Regions from separate parts of the Zea mays genome. Here all the other regions are linked to region 4. Evidence: chromatin contacts called from public Hi-C data. All regions are on one chromosome and are shown on one strand. Each heading gives the region's core, a stretch centred on a gene start, on an enhancer-like site or on the middle of the called end of the contact. The rest is flanking DNA. Distances are from core to core; before and after follow the strand shown. Region 1 holds the start of LOC100502222. Region 2 holds the start of LOC103647243 (protein LONGIFOLIA 1). Region 3 overlaps LOC100282883. Region 4 holds the start of LOC100383466.

What was found. A called contact is a pair of places that touch in the nucleus more often than the background predicts.
Region 1: a contact with region 4 is called in a Hi-C map of root tip, with 2.7 times the contacts expected there. The contact joins the promoter of LOC100502222 here to the promoter of LOC100383466 in region 4. A contact is called at or near these places in 2 of 25 Hi-C or Micro-C datasets (root tip and tassel).
Region 2: a Hi-C map of endosperm shows a contact between it and region 4, with 1.5 times the contacts expected there. The contact joins the promoter of LOC103647243 here to the promoter of LOC100383466 in region 4. A contact is called at or near these places in 4 of 25 Hi-C or Micro-C datasets (ear, endosperm, leaf and 1 more).
Region 3: a contact with region 4 is called in a Hi-C map of bundle sheath, with 2.2 times the contacts expected there. The contact joins the enhancer-like site here to the promoter of LOC100383466 in region 4. A contact is called at or near these places in 2 of 25 Hi-C or Micro-C datasets (bundle sheath and endosperm).

The regions. Positions count from the first base shown.
Region 1 is chr2:168,273,425-168,276,316 of Zm-B73-REFERENCE-NAM-5.0, reverse strand. LOC100502222 reads right to left here and starts at 1,413. Exons shown (of 1, transcript NM_001196699.1): 1 at 190-1,413. The coding sequence starts at 1,326. The coding sequence ends at 469.
Region 2 is chr2:168,001,657-168,004,884 of Zm-B73-REFERENCE-NAM-5.0, reverse strand. LOC103647243 (protein LONGIFOLIA 1) reads right to left here and starts at 1,847. Exons shown (of 5, transcript XM_020548456.2): 1 at 1-1,847.
Region 3 is chr2:167,883,216-167,886,253 of Zm-B73-REFERENCE-NAM-5.0, reverse strand. It overlaps LOC100282883, which reads left to right. Exons shown (of 3, transcript NM_001369247.1): 3 at 1,416-1,998. The coding sequence ends at 1,676. Among protein-coding and RNA genes, the nearest start is that of LOC100282883, 7.6 kb to the left of the region's middle. Within about 2 kb of position 1,598, at least 17 of the 20 cell types and tissues checked have an H3K27ac peak or open chromatin away from gene starts, as enhancers often do. A contact at or near this core is called in bundle sheath, where this site is marked.
Region 4 is chr2:168,131,518-168,134,740 of Zm-B73-REFERENCE-NAM-5.0, reverse strand. LOC100383466 reads right to left here and starts at 1,261. Exons shown (of 2, transcript NM_001176114.1): 1 at 1-1,261. The coding sequence starts at 1,259.

The sequences.
Region 1 (2,892 bases), core at 164-2,663, 140 kb before region 4:
CAGTGGGTGTTAGGACACACTAAACTAAGATTTAATCCATATTTTTAAAACTTACTATCTAGGAAATAAAATCCCAACATCTAGCCTAATAATCTAAGAACGACCAAATTTCTGAGCCCGCCAATCGAAGAGACCCCTTTATCTTAGTGGTCCAATTTTGCACTCGAAACCAAAAGGCAAATTTGCACGAGCCAAGAAACACGAGTGAGTCCTCTCTCTTCTCCCTGATCCATCTTCTCGATCCCTTTTTGTGCTGTCTCCTGTACAAGAACAGCATGACGATATCGGAGGTCTCGCCGTCCGTCCGTCTCTCTGGTACTGTAGTCTAAACTCTACTGGTTACTGAGTACCACCAGCAGGCAGCACAGCAGCAAGCATGGAACGAAGGCCTCTGCTCTGCTGATTAACAAAGGAATCTGGGATCGGTCGGCGATTCGTTGTCTTGGTCTTGGACCCCTGCCGCTGAAACTAGTCGATCTCGGCCATGCCCATCACGGCGTGTGCGTCGAAGCCCGACCCGGACATGTAGTTCCGGACCTCGATCCGGATCATCTCCTGCATCATCAACAGGAACTCCGCGCTCAACGGCGAGCTTGCTTGTGCTTGAGGTGTTGGCGGCGGCGGCGGGGATGGTTCGGGCTGCTGGTCCAGCCCTGGCAGGGAGAGGGACAACGACAAGGAGGTTGCTGGAGGAGCCTGCGGAGAAGGCGGCGCCACCGGGAGCAGGACCACGCCGCCCGCGCGCGGCACGGGGCGGTAGTACACGTGTTGTAGCTGCTGCTGGGAGGTGACGGCGGTAGAAGCGGCTGACGGCATCACGGTGGGAAGGCTCTGGTGGCTGGAGTCGCTGAGGTCGGACCCGGACGGGCTTCCGGGGGGCCCGTCGCTGCTGGTGCGCTTGAGCGAGCGCTGGTCGCCGGGGCCGGGGCGCGCATCGGCGTAGTACTCGCGCTTGCGCTCGCGCTCGCGCTTGAGCGTGGAGTTCCAGTGGTTCTTGATGGCGTTGTCCGTGCGTCCGGAGAGGAGGCGCGCGATGGTGGCCCACTTGTTGCCGAACCTGGCGTGCGCGCGGAGGATGGCGTCGTCCTCGTCGGGCGTGAAGGGGCGGTGCTCCACCCGCGGCGACAGCTGGTTGCACCACCGGAGGCGGCACGACTTGCCGGACCGGCCCGGGACGGAGCGGCTGATGAGGGACCAGTTGCGCGCGCCGTGGCGGCGCACGAGGCGCTGCAGGGCCTCGTCCTCCTCGGGGCTCCAGGGGCCCTTGATCCGGTCCACGCCGGCCTTGCCGCCGCCGCTGCCGGACGGGGAAGGCGACGCCGCCATGTTTTACTCAGAAACTGGTTCTTTAGTACTACTGGGGCGTGTACTGGTCGATCCGGATGAGATGCCAAGGATGTGGTGGAAGAGAAGGAAGAAGATGAGACGATCGGAGAGAGGTGGAGTCGGGAGTGAAGGTTGCAGACAGGCAGGGGGAGGAGGATATATAAACAGAAAAGAGGGAGACGAGACGACAGACAGATGGGAACTGGGAAGGGAAGGGAGGACTCCACCGCTCCAGCCGGTGGGAGGTCACCGCCTCACCGGAGCGGTGCGGAGCCGAGGTGCACCGTGCACAGGACAGGATCACAGGAATGCGTGCGTGCGTGGTGTGGTTTCAGATGGGCGGGCAGGAAGGCAGGTGGCAGACGCAGTTGGGGGTGGATTGGGTACAGCTAGGGATGAAAGTAGTAATTCGAACTGTTAGGATAAATTTAATATTTTAAAATAGATATGTATAAAATTTGATATTGATCTTTTTTTTATGTTATCAAGCACATTAGTACAAATACGAATAAAATATTATATAAATTGTTTTATGTTTTATTTGCTCCCTGCAACACAAAAAGTTGAAAAAATTATCGAAGTTATTTCCGAATCCATACCGAAGTTTATATCTATTATTTAAAAAAATATATGATGAATTTGAGGTTTACCTTTTATGAATTTTTAGAAGCTGAATGTTAAAAACAAGAATACAAATTTGTATTATAGATTGTATATCCTATTTATTCGCAATCAAAGAAAAACGACTAAAAACTGATTACCGAATAAATACCGTTTCCGACCGTTTTCATCCCTAGGTACAGCTGGCTACGGGGACACGCGTCCGCACGGCAGCCCGCTCACGAACCCCACCAACTGACCCATCCGTCCGTTGGTCGCTTGCGTGCTGCCGTTACGGCCGTGGGTGGGCTCACAAGAAAAAGAAAAGAATCCGGGACGAAAAAATCTCTGGGGGCTGGGTGGTGGTTGGCTTTGCGTTTAGTTTGGCAGGGACGTGGACTCGGAGAGCTGTCGCCTGTCGGTGTGGTCCGGACCGGCTAATCGGCTTTCTGTCCGAACGGCCATGGATGGCCCCTGCGCCGGAATATGTTTTTTTTTCTTTTTCTAAAATGGAATTAGGTGCTAAAGTGTCTATAGACTAGTCACTAGAACAATCTTCACGTTGCGGATTCGTCTGCCCTTATAAACGACCCAGTCGTCTATGGTAACTTCATTAACATTGAAATTTTGTCTTTAAAAATGCTAGTTGGGGTAGAGTTTGTGCGCATGTATTTTTAGTGATGGGTGTATACGTTTATTATAAGCGTGTGTGAGTTGTAGCGCGTAATTCTAAATCCGGGTGTTGCGATTAACGCATGTTTGGAAGTGCAATATTTATTTTTTTAATAGTTTTCCATACAATACCATGGTTTTATAGGAATGTACTAAAGTATTTTATATAACATGAGGTATTTGGTTGCTTCTCTAACCACTATGTTTTCAAAACCACGGTATTCAGAATACCTTGGTATTTTTTTGAGTAGTGGAAATTCCACTCCAATCTAAAGTTTTTATGACATGCTAGTC
Region 2 (3,228 bases), core at 598-3,097, 130 kb after region 4:
TACGACAAATAAAAAGAACGGAGTGAGCAAGCCAGGGACAATCTTGCAAGGAACCTGATAATAGAGAGAGAGAAAACAAAGTAACAGCATCTAAAGTTGAAAAGGCACAGAAACATTTTTTCTTTTGATCCAATGGACTACTCTGCGTACAGCTCTTATTCCTTTCAGTCAAGGACATTTTTCTTATCTGAAAAAAGGTTCCAAATTTGCAAGGACTGGTTTTTGTCGGTGGCTGATTTGGAGATAGTAAATGGGGCTGTGAAAGGACGGTTCTTGGTGTATCATGAGCAAGCACCTTTTCGTCCAAAAAAAACAGGCAGGTCATCATCAGTTTAAACCAAAACAACCAACACTCTGACCGGAAAAAGTGGTAACTCATCAGTTACCAATAATCCCCAACACACAAGTCTGGAGCATGAATCTGCAGGGACTTAAACCTGCGGAGCACTTGGGTACAGGCTGTTTTCCATACTAAAATAAAAAATACAACCTGATCTAATCTAATATGTGTCTTCAAAAAGCTGAGTCCTTTATTGGGCACATCCCAAGTAAAAGATACCAGGCAAAGAGATGGGGTAGAAATAGACGGCATAGATCACGGCTGGAAGCACGGAGAAGCAAGAATGGCTACACACACACACTGAAGCAGGGCACAGCCGCACAGGGGATCTCCAACCTCGCAAGAGAAGAGAAAGCAGAGAGTGAGGAAGCGGGACCTGTTGGGGGAAGCAGCCTCTTGTGGGAGGAGGAGGCGAGAGGGTGGCGGCGGTCGAAGGCCTGCAAGATCCCGGTGACGCAGCCCACCTGGCGGTGGAGGTCCTGGCGCCTGTCCTCCGCCAACGCCCCCGGGCCGAGGTACTTGGCCGGCATCCTCCGGCTTCCCCTTCCCACTCTCGTGGAAAGACGAAATAGGAGGCGCAAGCGCAAGGGAACCCGGAAATGCAGGAGGCTGCCCTCCTCTGCAGCAGGTCAGGAAGAAGAGGAAGGTGTCATCTGTGGCTGCCCCGCCGCATTTCTCGGAGGAGTTCCGGGGTGGGGCTCGCCGGAGAGGGAACGCTCGTGCCTCCCTGAGGGTGGGTGAGCATCAACCAAGGAGGCCACAGCCACCGGACCGCTGCTGCCTCTCTCACTCTCGGTCACTGTCCAGCACTCCAGCTCCAGCTTCAGCCCTTCCAGGTTCCAGCTAGCGGGATGGGAGGATTTCCGGTGCCTTCTCCTCCTTCCTTCCGTGTCTGACTTGTTCCTACTGGATGGAAGTGGAGGCAGCCTTGTGACTTGTGTGAGGAAGATTACAGAAAGCGAGGACAGAGCGGGGTCGGCATCGCACTGCTGCACGCCTGCACCTGCATATGACCTTGCCTTCTTTTTTTTTCTAACCCGATCTGAAAAATAAAATATTGGGGTGCTTGGAGATTAAGGTGAGGTGACAAGTCATGCTCCTGATAGCTGCACCTGCAGTTACAGAAGGAAGGTGGGGGCGTGGGGAAGACTTTAGACTTGACAGGCAAAATATGATGGTTGGACGCGCTGGCACTGCCATGGCCTACTCTTGTGCTTGCTGGGACCAAACCAAACCACACCAGGACAAGCCATTGCAAGCTTCTCTCTTTCTCTCCTCCTGTCCTCTCAGCAGCACCCCCATGTGCGCCATCTCTGTCCATCTCTCGGCACGCGTGTACGTGTATACCACTATACCCCCACCGATTTGGCATCTGGTGGCGAGAGCTGTGGAGACGGCAACCAAGACCTGTGAACAATTGGTTTGTTGCCTTGTTGGGAAGAAAAATCCCTGGTGTTTCCTGATAGTCAGGAAAAGCTAACTGGCGGCGGGATTTGCTGTCAATTTGGACTACTGTGTTGTTTCATTTCAGTGCTGCACTGCACTGCATTATCTTGTAAATTTTGATGCGCGGGGGCACCGAACGAGCAGGGAGCTGCCACTAACGGATTAACCAACAGTGCATTCATGGTGTCCATCTATGAGGCTATCTACGGCACCTTATCTATCATTATACTCATATTTAAACTTCAATCTACGAACATTGTAGTTTACAGTGCAGAATAATATAAAATAATATTTTTGGATAAATTTTGGGTAAACTACTGCAGACGGCCTAAAGAGAAGACCATACGTCCACACCACAGTACAGTACCAAGTCGTGCCAACCGATGACATTTTCTTCCCAACCCGTGATGGCGAACCTCATCGATCACCATTGTTCCCTAAACTTGAACTCAATAATGGGACTGTTGAGCAGAAAAAAAAGTCTGTGCGGACGGTCTGGTCCTGAGGCCAGACGGTTCGCTGTTCAGACTGTATGTCGTAACGACACAGACTGTCCGTGCGTGCGCAGAATCAGTTAGGGTTCTGGATTTCTTGCGGTATTTCTTAACTTAAAAACCGACTTATAACATGTCCAGACCTCCTCCTTTATATAGATGAAGGGTTAAGGCCGATTGAACCCTCCACAATCGATACACTCAACTCTAATTATTGTTTTTATCTTATGTATTATTAGGAGTAGCTCTAGTTTAGCCCTAGTTTAGCCTTCATATACCTCAAATCTCTATCTCTCTTCGGCTCTACATCGACCAAGGACATCTTAGGTGGCCTGTCGACACCAAGACACCCTAGGATCTCTCCACCCGACGAGGTCCCTCCCGGGAGGCGAGATCTTGGTCTGCTGCAAAGAAGACGATGCTCTGCGTCGTCGTGGATCGTCCGAGCCCCAGGCGCGGACCGTCCGGACGTACACAGAGGAAAGAGGAGGAGACGTTCCTGCGCCCAGATCACGAATCGCTCAGCCCTGTTGCGAGGACCGTCTGCGCCTCCGTAGAAAGCATCGTCAGGCGGTTCGTTCTAGTGTTTGGCGTCCAGATCGGCGCCAACACACTTTTTGGCAACTCCGCTGGAGACCAGATGTCTAGATCTACTAAAAATCAGGCCCTCAAATGGGCCGGTTCTAAAGATCACACCGATATCTTCCCGTATGAGCGAAGCCAGCTTAAAAACCATCCTGGTGCACACTCTATCCAACACAAAGGAAACCATACAATTTAAAAGGAAATACATAACAAATTTAGGACAGATATTGACAAAAATTTATTTTACTCTGGTGCCTATGCACTAGGGAGAGTCAACGTGGCTTCGCTACTATCTTCCCGAACAATATTCTGAAGATGGCCGTTGAAAGTCTAACGGCCGATGGACAACAACAATACAAAGAC
Region 3 (3,038 bases), core at 349-2,848, 250 kb after region 4:
AAGGGCACATAAAAATACGGAATAACCTGATATCTGACACCAGTTGATAGAAGGATTAGGCTCGATCTTTTGAAAGGTAAGTCGATTGAGGTGGAGATCTCGACGTTGATGATCCAAGGCTCCGAACGAATTACAAGAGCTCGATGTTGATGATCCAAGGCTTCGAATGAATTACAAGAGCATGAACACGTCAATTAAACATCTAGGTACATTCTTTGGAGGGAAATTAGCAAGTGACTGCAAATGTAACTTATATTGTTTATTGACTTGTAAGGGCACCACAGTGAAGCGACCAGAAAACCTTGTTACCATTGATGGGCCTTATTTTGCACTTGATTTTTTTTATGAGAAAGGAATGTATCAGCTCTCTTGTGTACAACAACAACAAAGCCTTTTTGTCCCAAGTAAGTTGGGGTAGGTTAGGGATGAAACCCAGCAGAAACCACAAGTCTCCTGCGCATTTGAGAAAAAAAACCTTGTTTTGTCGAATTCAATTTCTGATATTCTAAAAGACAGAGAGGCTCATTCCTAGGCTCTTTGTCTCTAGCTGTGTGTTGCTTTGGTGTGGCAACTTTAGACGAAGTTGCACTGTGGGTCACCCTAGAAATAACAGACACACCTTATACTGCATTGAACTGTTCAATCATCCTATGCGTGCACTATTTTCTATTTAAGTTTCTTTTTTGCGAATTTGATTTAGCTTAATAAAATATATAGTTGCTACTCTCTTGCTTCTTTGGTGATTCTTTCTTAGCAGCATTTGAAAAACATTATGAATTTTGGGGATAGGCAACATACAATATGATTTACCTGTCATATGATATTAAAACCATCCATTGGTGAAAGAGAATCCATTTGATTGAGATGCATTCTTGTTAACCCACAACAGGCAGGGTGTCTTGTGGATGGTTCAGAAGTGTCCCTTTGTTACATCACATAAACAATAATTTTTCTGCCAAATTTCTTCAAAACCCGATCTTGATCATCGTAAAAACCAATGAACTCTAACATGTATTTGCAAATGTAGGTTCTTTACCTATAAAGGCAACGAATGCAGTACACAAGCTATGCTGTTATGCTTTCTGAAATGATGGGACATGCAAATCACTTAGGTTAGCCATGCGCCCATGCGTGTCAGTTTTGTTTAATTCTGGTTGTTCAGCTTCTCGTGGCAACTGCGCAAATACAGTTGGGTCATGCTCGCCTCGTTCCTTGTTCAGCTTGAATGATTTTGTCCATGGTTAATCATCTTCAGTGGAAACCAACCGTAATAGATCACCAGCGCTGGTGGGTACTTGGCGCAACACCTGACAGAGCTGCCTGTGTCTGTTCCACCGGCGTATTTTTTTTTGCCCTTCCTAACAGATCCATGGTGTTGAGCAGCTACATTTTTGTTTTGTGTATAAAATAATCAGGTGGTGGTGAAAAACGCGGAGGCATACACCTACGACGACGAGGTGATCAAGCACGCCGAGGCCATCGGGAAGCCAGGCTTGGTGGAGATCACCGCCAAGGAGGACAGCTTCGTCTTCACCGTAGAAACAACCGGCGCCATCACAGCCTACGAGCTGATCATGAACGCCATCACGGTGCTGAGGCAGAAGCTGGATGCCGTCCGCCTTCAGGACGACGACGGCGACCTTGGCGAGCTCGGCGCCCACCTTGGTGGGCCTTAGGAGCTTTGAGCAAGAAGGAATCGCCCTGTGGCCTTCCTCCCTCCCACCTGCCTACGTAGGCCTATCTAACTGCTGTGCGTGCTAGTCGATCGATCGAAACCGAACGGTTCTGATAAACCTTATGGTGTCTAAAGCTCCAGATTTATGGATTGCCAAACACCCAGCACCGAATTCCAGTTTGATTTCCTTGCCCGCCTTGTTTTCGTGCGGGTGACATCTGCGCCGTGAATTTGCATGCTTGCGCGTCTTGTTATTGCTCTGTGGTGTGTGTACTATCTAACTTTTGTGTGTGTGAGGTGAATGCAGAGTTATTTGCAGGTTCCCCAGGCCGGGCCCAGATTGATATGCTGAATGCAAGGCAGCATTTGATGAGGTACATGTAGTACGTAGTACATACTAGTACCGATATTGCCTGCAGGGATTGATCCCCAAAACAGTACAGCTGTAAATTTATGTGCTGAAATTTGGTGATTTCTTGAGTAAATGCCTGGTTGGGTTGGGTTGGTTGTGCGTGTTTTCCTCCGCTGTTGTACGGGGATGAGTTGAACGCAAGTATCCATCAGCCTTGTGGAGCGTGAGCACAAGATGCGCAGCGCCCGTGAAAACTAGCTAGCGCGGCTGTTTCCGCGACAGATCCGAGGTCAGTAGGGATCCTCGTGCGAGTGTGTGAGTGTGATGCATACATAGCCTGCCATTTTCACCAACGGCGTCCAGAGTCACGGGAGGACCTGGCCTTCTCGCAGCGGTTGGTTTGATTTGATTTGCAATAGATCATCATACATCTCTACTCTGGCGCATGGTCGCTTTGGAACGGTACAAGTGGCATGGCAGGCGCTACCGCTAGCCCTAGCAGGGGGTACTGTACGTAGGTAGCCGCCGTGGCAGGCAGGCCACGTAGTAGTAAATGCGAATCCGATAGCACCAGCTTGTCAGATTCGCGCCGATACGGATGCTGGGCGGCTGACTGACTGGTCAGTGGCGTCCCCCCTGTGCGCTGCACACGCTTTTCCGGTGCTGTGCTGCGCTGTGTTCTATCATCCTCGCTACGCTTACACGGATGATTTTGGTGGGTGACGGCGGGGGAAGGAGAAAGAAATGTCACATGAAAGCCAAAGACAGCGTGGATTCGTCCATCAGGTGCGCCCAATTCAATGGCGCACACGATGCATGCAAGCATGGTGGTGGAAACCCCGTGCTGTGTGACTGAGAGGCAGGCAGGCGGGCGCGGCACGCAAAGCCTGTGCGTGAGTTATGCTCGTTACACGCAAATGTCACCGTGTAATTTATTACTGTCAAGAAACCTTTCTTGGGCCAGGAAGGCCCATGTGGCTCATATGTCTGGAACCCTAGTTTTTGTCTATA
Region 4 (3,223 bases), core at 12-2,511:
CAGGAAAGGCTCCGGCTGACAGCGTCCGGAGACTCGTCGGGATCCGGCTTCTTGAACACGACGCCCGTCCTCTGCTTCGCCGCCACCTCCTGACGCTGCCTCTTCCTCCTCACCTGGTAAACGTACATGACCACAACGAACAGGACGGCGATGCCAGCCACGTCACCGGCGGCGATGGCGACGATGGTAGCAAGCCGCATCCTGCCGCGCTGCTCCCCGGACGCCGACGCGCCTGCGGCACTGCTGGAACCATCGCCAGGAAGCGCCTCGGTAGGGTCCCTGGGTATCGCCGCGATGGCCGGCGGCGACTTCGCGGTAGCGTTCGGGGGCTGGGGCTCCGCGGCAGCAGAGGAGGAGGACGTGAAGCCGCAGAGGCTGTCGAGGGGCCTTCCACAGAGCTCGGCGTTGCCCTCGAACGCCGTGGGCCTCTGCGCCGAGAACGGCGGCACCGACGGGATGGCGCCGGTGAGGTTGTTGTAGGACAGGTCGATGGTGACATTGGCCGGCAGACGCGAGGCCATGTCCGACGGTATGGCGCCGGCGATGCCGTTGGAGGACAGGTTGACGTACCGAAGCGCGGCGCCGCCGAAGTCCGACGGCAGGGTGCCGTTCAGCAGGTTGGCGCTGACGTCGAGCACCTGCAGCGCCGGGAAGCCCCCGCGGGGGAGCGTGCCGGAGAAGAAGTTGTTGGCGAGCGAGACAGCGGTGAGGTTGGGCAGCAGGGTGAGGTTCTGCGGGACGGCCCCGGAGAGAGCGTTGCCGGCTAGGTTGAGCGCGCGGAGGCTGCGCAGCTGGCCGACCTGCTCCGGCAGGCCGCCGGTAATGCCGTTGCCAGCGAGCGAGAGCACGCGGAGCTCCGGCGCGCGGAGCAGATCGGGCGGGATGGTCCCGGTGAGCGCGTTGCCGGAGAGGTCGAGGTGGCGGAGGTTCTCGATGAGGGCGAGCTCCCTGGCGACGGGGCCGACGAGCTGCGCGTTGGGCAGGACGACGCTGACGACTCGCGAGTCCGGCGAGCAGACGACGCCGTTCCACGCGCAGGGCGTGACGTCGGCGTACCCCCAGCCGGAGAGGGAGCCGAGGGGGTCGGAGGCGAGGGATTGCTTGAAGGACAGCAGCAGTATGCCGTCTTGGTTAAGCGCCGAGGCGAGGCATAGTAGCTGTAGTAGCGCTAGTAGTCGCAGCAGTGGCGTCGAGCTGGTACTGGTAGTGGCAGTGGTAGGGAGGCGGAGAAGGCGAGGGGCGCCATTGGTGCCGGCCATGGCGGTGGAGGTGAGGTGAAGCCGTGGCATGCAGCATGCATGGAGGTTAAGAAGAGGAGGGGTCGGCAATGGCGATGGTGGTGCGGGTATTGCTTTAGCTAATAGCTCGGATTTGTTGGGAAGGTGGTGTGGTTCACCAGAACAATGGCAAAGCAAGGAGAGGACTCCGGGCGGGATACTCCAGAGCAAGTGGAGTGGAGAGTAGAGAGAGACTAGGGAATGGAACAGAGGACAGGGAAGGAAAATAAGAACTGATTAGTGATTACAATGGAGACTGGATCACCAGAGACCTCTCCCTCCCATCCCTTTCAGCCAGCCAGCCAGTCTTGAGGGTATCAAAACGAGCCAAAGGGAATGAGAGGAAAATGATGTATCGTCCCATCGGGTCATGGAGTGGAGACGGGAGTAGGGGGAGGATCTTGACATGGATACGGTACCCCCTACTCCTACTCCCCATGCCGTGCAAAGGGCAAAGAAAGAAGAGAGCAGGTTGATCCGTTGATGCATCACGCACGCCTGAGTACTTTTGTTTTGTTTGTCCGCTTTTTGGACTCCTCATGCATGATGTGGACGCGATGGTACAAAGGTTGATGCTCTTCCAGCTTTGCTCCTTCCTACCTTTCTAGGAGATTGAAAGGAGCGGGAAAACAAGCACAACAGAAAAACCGAGAAATTTTATGCCTGACAGAAATTAGACAAAACCAACTGAAGTTAATTGATTTTCGTCGGTTTTATCTATTTTTTTGTTGGATTTTCGCCGGTACCTGTTAAACGACGAATATTAGTAACTTTTTCCGGTCGTAAATGGTCGACGGAAATTAACCTTGACGTGTAGTAACTTTTGTCTGTCGTGATTAAGTCGATATAAGGATTAACTAGCTTGTGTCGGTCTAGTGACTAGTGAGAAGCCGATGGAAGTTAACCAATCATAACTATAGATGAGCATGTAGCCCAGAGCACGATAGCCCGGCACCGGCACGAGATCCGGTTTTTTGGCCCGGCCCAAGCACGGCACGGCCCAGTTGGAGTCATGCCCGGGCCGGCCCGGACCAATTAACCAGGCCGTGTCTGGGCTGCCGGCAGCGCCCGCCGGGCGGCACGGCGGCCCGGTATCGGGGAGCGGGGGCATAAGCCCGGCGCCCGGCCTCCCTCTCCCCACTCGGCCACTCCGCGCTCTCGGCTCTCCCTCTCCCCAATCAATTCGCTCTGCACCGCGCCTTCGCCCGCTGCTTGCTTACCGCGGCACCGCCTCACTGTCGTCGTCGTCTCTGCCGGATCTTCGTCACCAGCTCCCCTTCCGTGCGGCGCCCCTCTCCAGACTCTGGCTCTCCCTTGGTGGCTCGGTCCCTCCCCAATCGAGAAATCCCTAACCCTAATCTCCTCTTCTCCAGACTCCGGCTCTCCCTCCCACGTCATCGTCTCCGGCTCCGGGCTGCGGCTTGGCAGATACGTCCCTCTCCGGCTCTCCCTCTCCAGTCGGCAATCCCAATCCCTAACCATAACCCTAATCTCCTCTTCTTCGACTCTCCCTCCCGCGTCGTCCGTCGTCGTGCACTTGACCCTCGTCTTTGGCTTGGCAGGTATGTCACTCTCCGGCTCTTCCTCACCAGTCCCCAATCGGCAATCCCTAACCCAAATCTCCTCTTCGCTGCTTGCTTGTGGGTTTTGGTAGGTCGCCGGTCGACTATGTCGTGGTCATGCTAGTGCCGCCAGGGCCGTTGAGGTACGGTGCAGAGAAAGGATTGGGCTATGGATGACGACGACGACAACGGTCGATACCCTAGAACCATCAACGACGAGCTCGTTGAGTTAAGGCAGCTTCCCGATGACGTCGACGACACGGGAGATGCTGTTGCTGCCTTGTTCGGTGTCGATAGCACTCATAATGCCGGGCCGGTAAGTGATGCTGCTGGCTCTAATGAACTTGATTCATTGACTTCTTCTAGCACTGGTAAGCGTCGATC